Regions from separate parts of the Capra hircus genome. Here region 1 is linked to region 2. The links are chromatin contacts, called in public Hi-C maps. All regions are on one chromosome and are shown on one strand. The core of a region is the stretch at or near the end of the contact, and the rest is flanking DNA. Distances in the headings are between cores, read along the strand shown.

Region 1 (2,700 bases), core at 111-2,610, 160 kb after region 2:
GGGAGGAGGGTTTGGGGAAGAATGGATCCATATGTATGTATGGCTGAGTCCCTTCACTGTTCACCTGAAACTATCACAGTGTTGTTAATTGGCTGTACCCCAATACACAATGTTTTTGTTGTTTAAAAAATTAAATTATTAACAGATGGTTAAGATGGTAAATGGTATGCTATATATTTTACCATAATAAAAAAATTGGGAAAAATAACGTGGGAAGCCATTTACTTTATCTTACCCTTTGTGTTAATACATTCCTTAAAAAAAAAAAAAATCAGTAAAACATGATTCCCTAGAGGAACTGCAGTTTGGACGATGCAATGAGAGCCTCGAGTGGCAATGAGGACAGGAGCAGGAAGTGGAGTCGGTGGGCTCCAGATTGTCAGGAGCAGTGAGCTTTCCTAGGGGGTGGGCAGCCATACAGGAATTGAAGGCAAGGAGTGCCCTAGTCTGAGACACGTTTCAGACAGCGCACTCTGGTGGCAGGATAGTGATTGGAGTGGAGGAGACAGCAACCAACGCGGAGCTTTGGGGCAAGAATCTATAAGCAAAGCATGGTGACAGCCTGCGTGGGGTGGGATCAGAGGTGGGGCGTGAAGTGGGCTTGCAGAGAGGGAGATGGAGCCACATCTCAGGGAGGCAGGAAGAAAACCTAGGGAGGGCGAGGGGGCGGGGAGGGGTCAGGGGACCAGAGACTTCTGAGTGAGGTTCAGTCTGGGCAGCTTGGAGCTGTCCCATGAGATCCTGATGGAGAGCTGTCCTTAGCTGAAGGGGGACGAGGGGCTTGGAGAGTGATGGGAGGTGAGGAAGTGAGCCCTGTGGGGCAAGCTTCATGGCAGAGAAGAGGAGAGGAAGTAGCCAGGATGACTTGTAGGACCAGGAAAGTAAGTCACAGCAGGTACTCATCAAACATTGAGTATGTGCCCACCTTTTATTTCATGACCCTTTAAAACATTCTTATAAAAACCCAGAGAGCTAGATGGTATTATTTCCTTTTTATTTTTTAAACAGGTAATGGGTTTGGGGTTCAGTTTCCTGGGGCTCAGTTCTTTGGGGCTACCATGACGAAGTGCTCCAGACTGAGGGGCTTAAAATGACAGAAATATATTACCTCTGTTGGCGGGGCCATGCTCCCTCTGACACCTGCAGGGAAATCTTTCCTTGCCTCTTCCTAGCTTCCTGCTGGTAACGCCTGTCTTTTTTAAATTTTTTACAGTTTATTTATTTTGGCTGTGCTGCGTCTCGCTGTTGCTTGGGCTTTTCCTTAGCAGCAGGGAGTGGGTGGCTACTCTCTCACTGCGGTGCACGAGCTGCTCATTGCGGTGGCTTCTCTCCTTGTGGAGCACGGGCTCTCGCTGCGGTGTGTGAGCTGCTCATTGCGGTGGCTTCTCTCCTTGTGGAGCACGGGCTCTGGGGCATGCGGGCTTCAGCAGTTGTGGCGGGTGGGCTCCGTAGTTGGGACTCCCAGCCTCTAGAGCACAGGCTCCATAGTTGTGGTGCGAGGGCTTAGTTGCTCGGCAGCATGTGTGATCTTCCTGGACCAGAGATCTGTGTAGATCCTGGACCTACGCCTCCTGCATTGGCAGATAGATTCTTTATCACTGAGTCACCAGGGAAGCCCCCTGGCTTGCTTTGGCTGGCGCTACATCCCTCCAGTCTCTGCCCGGCCGCATCACACCGGGTGCTCCCTCTGTCTCTGTGTGCTCTGGATCTTTACACAGTGTTCTCTCCGGGTCACTGATCCAAACTTCCTTTTACTTGTAGGGACACCAGCCATTGGGTTAGAGCCCACTCCACCCTCCAGCCCAGTATGATGTCATCTTGATTACACCTGCAAAGACCCTGTTGCCAAATAAAAACACATCGTTATGGGTCCTGGGAGTTGGAAGCAGAATATATCTTTTTTTGGGGCAGATGCAAGTCAACCCACAACGTCATCTGATTTTAAAAATCTCTGCCCTGTGTTTCCTATGTTTACACAATGAAGTGTTTGAATTTAAATGATCCAAAATTATTTTCAGATTTAAAATTGTGTGAAGATGATTGTAAAAGTTTTAAGTAACAATCATAGAAAGGCTTGAAGGGGAACAGTTGACTTTAACTGGAAAAAAATCAAAGATGAAGAACTGGATGGAAGAGAGAACTGCTTAGGTGAGGGGTTCCATTCTGGGGTGGCCTGGGCTGCACCTAAACTACACTGAGCAGAGAGGTACCCACCAAGCTCTCAGTTCTGGCTTAGCTTTAATGGTAGGTTCTAAATTTTTATTTAAAAAACTAGTTTCTTCCCTGGTTGAAATTTTAGGAAATAAGTGGCAAATGGATGGCTATGCATGGGGCATAGGGAGGGGAGGAGAGAAAAGAGAAACTTACTTTGAACAAATCTTTAACGAATAAGCCAGTTCCAATGAACTATTTACAAACATTTGCTTTATTCTGGGTGCTGCGAGTCCTGAGGTGTAAAGATAAGGGTGTGACATTAGGACCTTGTATTCTAGGTTTGCACATTTAGAGGCAGGTGATAAACAATGATACCACAAGGACCACTTAGCCAGTTGGTTGTACAATGATCTCCAGTAAGAAGACATAAAACGTAGAAGAAAACATTGTGTCTTGGGACTTAAAGGAGCGCTCCTCCTGGTTCGTCTCCATTGCTTTCTTGGGAGTGGATCTCCCAACAGTTTGCCTGTGCATAGAGTCCAGGCT
Region 2 (2,717 bases), core at 104-2,603:
AAGGCAGTGGTTCCGCTTGCGAGGCAGAGCAGGAGCAGTGGACAGAAAATAAACAAGCACTCCGGTAATTTCAGGCAGTGAGAATCACTGTCAAGAAAATAAAACCAGAAACTGGGGGAAGAGTGATCACATCATTTAAAACTACCAATCTAACAGAGAGTAGCATTCACATATACACACTACCCTGTTTGCTAGCGGGAAGCTGCTGTGTAGCACAAGGAGCTCAGCCTGGTGCTCTGTGATGACCTAAGGGTGAGATGCGGGGGTGGGAGGGAGGCTCAAGAGGAAGGGGAAATATATATATATATATATATATGTAATTATGACTGATTAACGCTGCTGTACAGTAGAAACCATCACAACTTGCAAAGCAATTAATCTCCAATAAAAATAACTACCAATCATCCTGTGAGATAATATTGTCACTCCAAAAATAATATATAGTATATACAGTATGTATTTTATATTGATGAATATTTTTGTATTTTTACGTAATTTTTGATATGTATATATATATAATCACTCCCACTCTACGGGCTTTGAGAGGTAAAGTATTTAACTTGAGGCCCATTGAATTCACTTGTTAGGGAGAGAAGAGAGGGAGCAATCAAGCTGGCTAGGATTTAATTTTCTGCCTTCCTGAATCCAAAGCCTATCTCTCTTCACTCCTGAGGCTGCCCAGGAAAAGAGGAAGATGGACGATCAGCGTAGGATGTCCTAACTGGCGTGTTCTGTCAGTCAACATCTCAATTTCACTGCAAGAGTTGTTTATAATACCCAAGTGTCTCAAGCAGGGCACACACATGGTATGCATGTGGGTTCTCAGAGTCTGATGGTCCTTGATCTTTCTGAGTACCCTTAAGAGAGAAAAAGCAAGCAAAGATCCTTCAATTCTAGCTGTGGGAGGCAGTGTATTTATCCATGAGGCTTATACTGCTCTTATATTAATACATCCAAGACATTTTTTTTAGCTTTTTTTATTATAGGAATCTCATCACTTTAGAGGATGTGTGGACTTCCTTGTACTTTCACAGTAAACCATCGTTTCCAAGAAAATGGGAAGAGAAGCCCGGGAGAGAGTTCTGTGGTCTGCGTCTCGCCGAGTCATCTGAAGGGCAGGGAACACTGCATCACCTCCTAGAGGAAGAAGCTGCTCTTTGTGTCTGAGGTCGGAAGGATGTTGCCATCCCCTCGGAATGTCCACGGCAGGCTCCTCACATTGTCAGAGCTTCTCCCGGCCAGCTTGTTGCTTCCTCACTCCCCTCGGAAGCCGGAAAGGACATGTGTTTCCTCACACCCACTGCTTTTCTCCTCCAAGGGCCAGGCGCGGGTTCGCGGGCTGCCAGTGAGCGCGGCGGCTGAAACCACCACAGATTACGTCGTAAAGAATTTACGGTAATTTCCAACCAGCCAAGATGACTGTGCATCCTACAACTGGGCTTCATCAGAAAGGAGCTGCTCCTCTGGACGAGCCCAGCTGCCAGCTGACTTTAAAACCTAGCTCTTCTCGGGCTCGCAGATGCCAAGGGGGAACCGCATTATTAACATGCAGGCCCTGGGTGCAGCGGTGTCGCCGTGGACTACAGTGACCACTGCGGAAGCGCCCACTGCCTCTGTCCTCCCAGCCTCCCTCTTTTTATCCCTGCCGGCTGCTTTCCTTCCCCAAAGCCTGATGCTATTTAATGGACTGTTATTGAATTTGAAAATGGCTACAAGCCTTTTGAAAAAAATAGCCCATTAGGAAACATAAAATAACCAGAGCAGACTCTAAAGTGATTTTGAAAAATGACGTGGGCCGATAACGCCAACACTTTACCCTACCAGTCTTCCCTACCCCCTACAGGGTTATATGCTTGCATCCTGCAGTTATCCTTGAGGAAAGCGGTCCGTAAGATGTTACTGAGAAAAAACTGAATTACAGCCTGATCTCACATGGGGTTCCCCTGGTAAGATCTTTTCTGTGCAAAGCTTGGTGGGTTGTGCTTTTGCACAGTTCTCCTCCCCCCACCTCCTCCCCACCCCCGTCTCATTATATGAATCCTCAACCCCAGGATTGAGAGTTTCCTCCTGTTTTTAAGTAGTTTCTTTATCACTGGGTTTTGCATTAGATACAGTAAGCTGTCCAGGATGTGTTCAAGAGCACAAGCTCTGCGAAACGGCACTTTTCCCTCTCTCATAAGGTCCTTATGTTTCCAAATGACTGTAGCTTTCATTTTCTCTGCCGTGTTATCATCACGGGTCTTTTAATGTAGATCTGTTAGGGACTTGTAAGCTCATGCTGTCTCTCATTCATGTCCGACTCTTTGCGACCCTGTGGACTGTAACCCACCAGGCTACTCTGTCCATGGGATTCTTCAGGTGAGAATACTGGAGTGGGTTGCCATTTCCTCCTCCAGGAGATCTTCCCCACCCAGGGATCAAACCATGCAGGGATGTCCTTTGTCTTCTGCGTTGAAGGCAGATTTTTCACTGTTAAGCCATCAGAGAAGCCCCTATTAGGAACTTAGTACCTTGCTATCTCAGTATCCTGAGCTGCAGACGTGTATTGCTAATGTCATGGACGATGTTTCTTCCTAAGATGTTTCATTTATTCAGTCCAGGGTTTTTGAAGAGCCAGCGGCACTAACCAGTAGTGGTTCAGAAACCTGGGGTAAGTAGGGGTAAGCAGGCCAGGTGAACAAGACTGGGGAAAGAATGGTTTGAGGAAGTCCTGGAGG

What was found. Hi-C and Micro-C count contacts between places; a contact is called where the count stands out from the background.
Region 1: a contact with region 2 is called in a Hi-C map of blood, with 4 times the contacts expected there. The contact joins two enhancer-like sites. A contact is called at or near these places in 4 of 5 Hi-C or Micro-C datasets (blood and liver).

Annotation. Positions count from the first base shown.
Region 1 is chr14:38,768,536-38,771,235 of ARS1.2, forward strand. The region is part of intron 1 of TPD52 (tumor protein D52); the gene reads left to right. Among named protein-coding and RNA genes, the nearest start is that of MRPS28, 52 kb to the right of the region's middle. Within about 2 kb of position 1,361, at least 1 of the 5 cell types and tissues checked has an H3K27ac peak or open chromatin away from gene starts, as enhancers often do.
Region 2 is chr14:38,608,873-38,611,589 of ARS1.2, forward strand. No RefSeq gene overlaps it. Among named protein-coding and RNA genes, the nearest start is that of TPD52, 76 kb to the right of the region's middle. Within about 2 kb of position 1,354, at least 1 of the 5 cell types and tissues checked has an H3K27ac peak or open chromatin away from gene starts, as enhancers often do.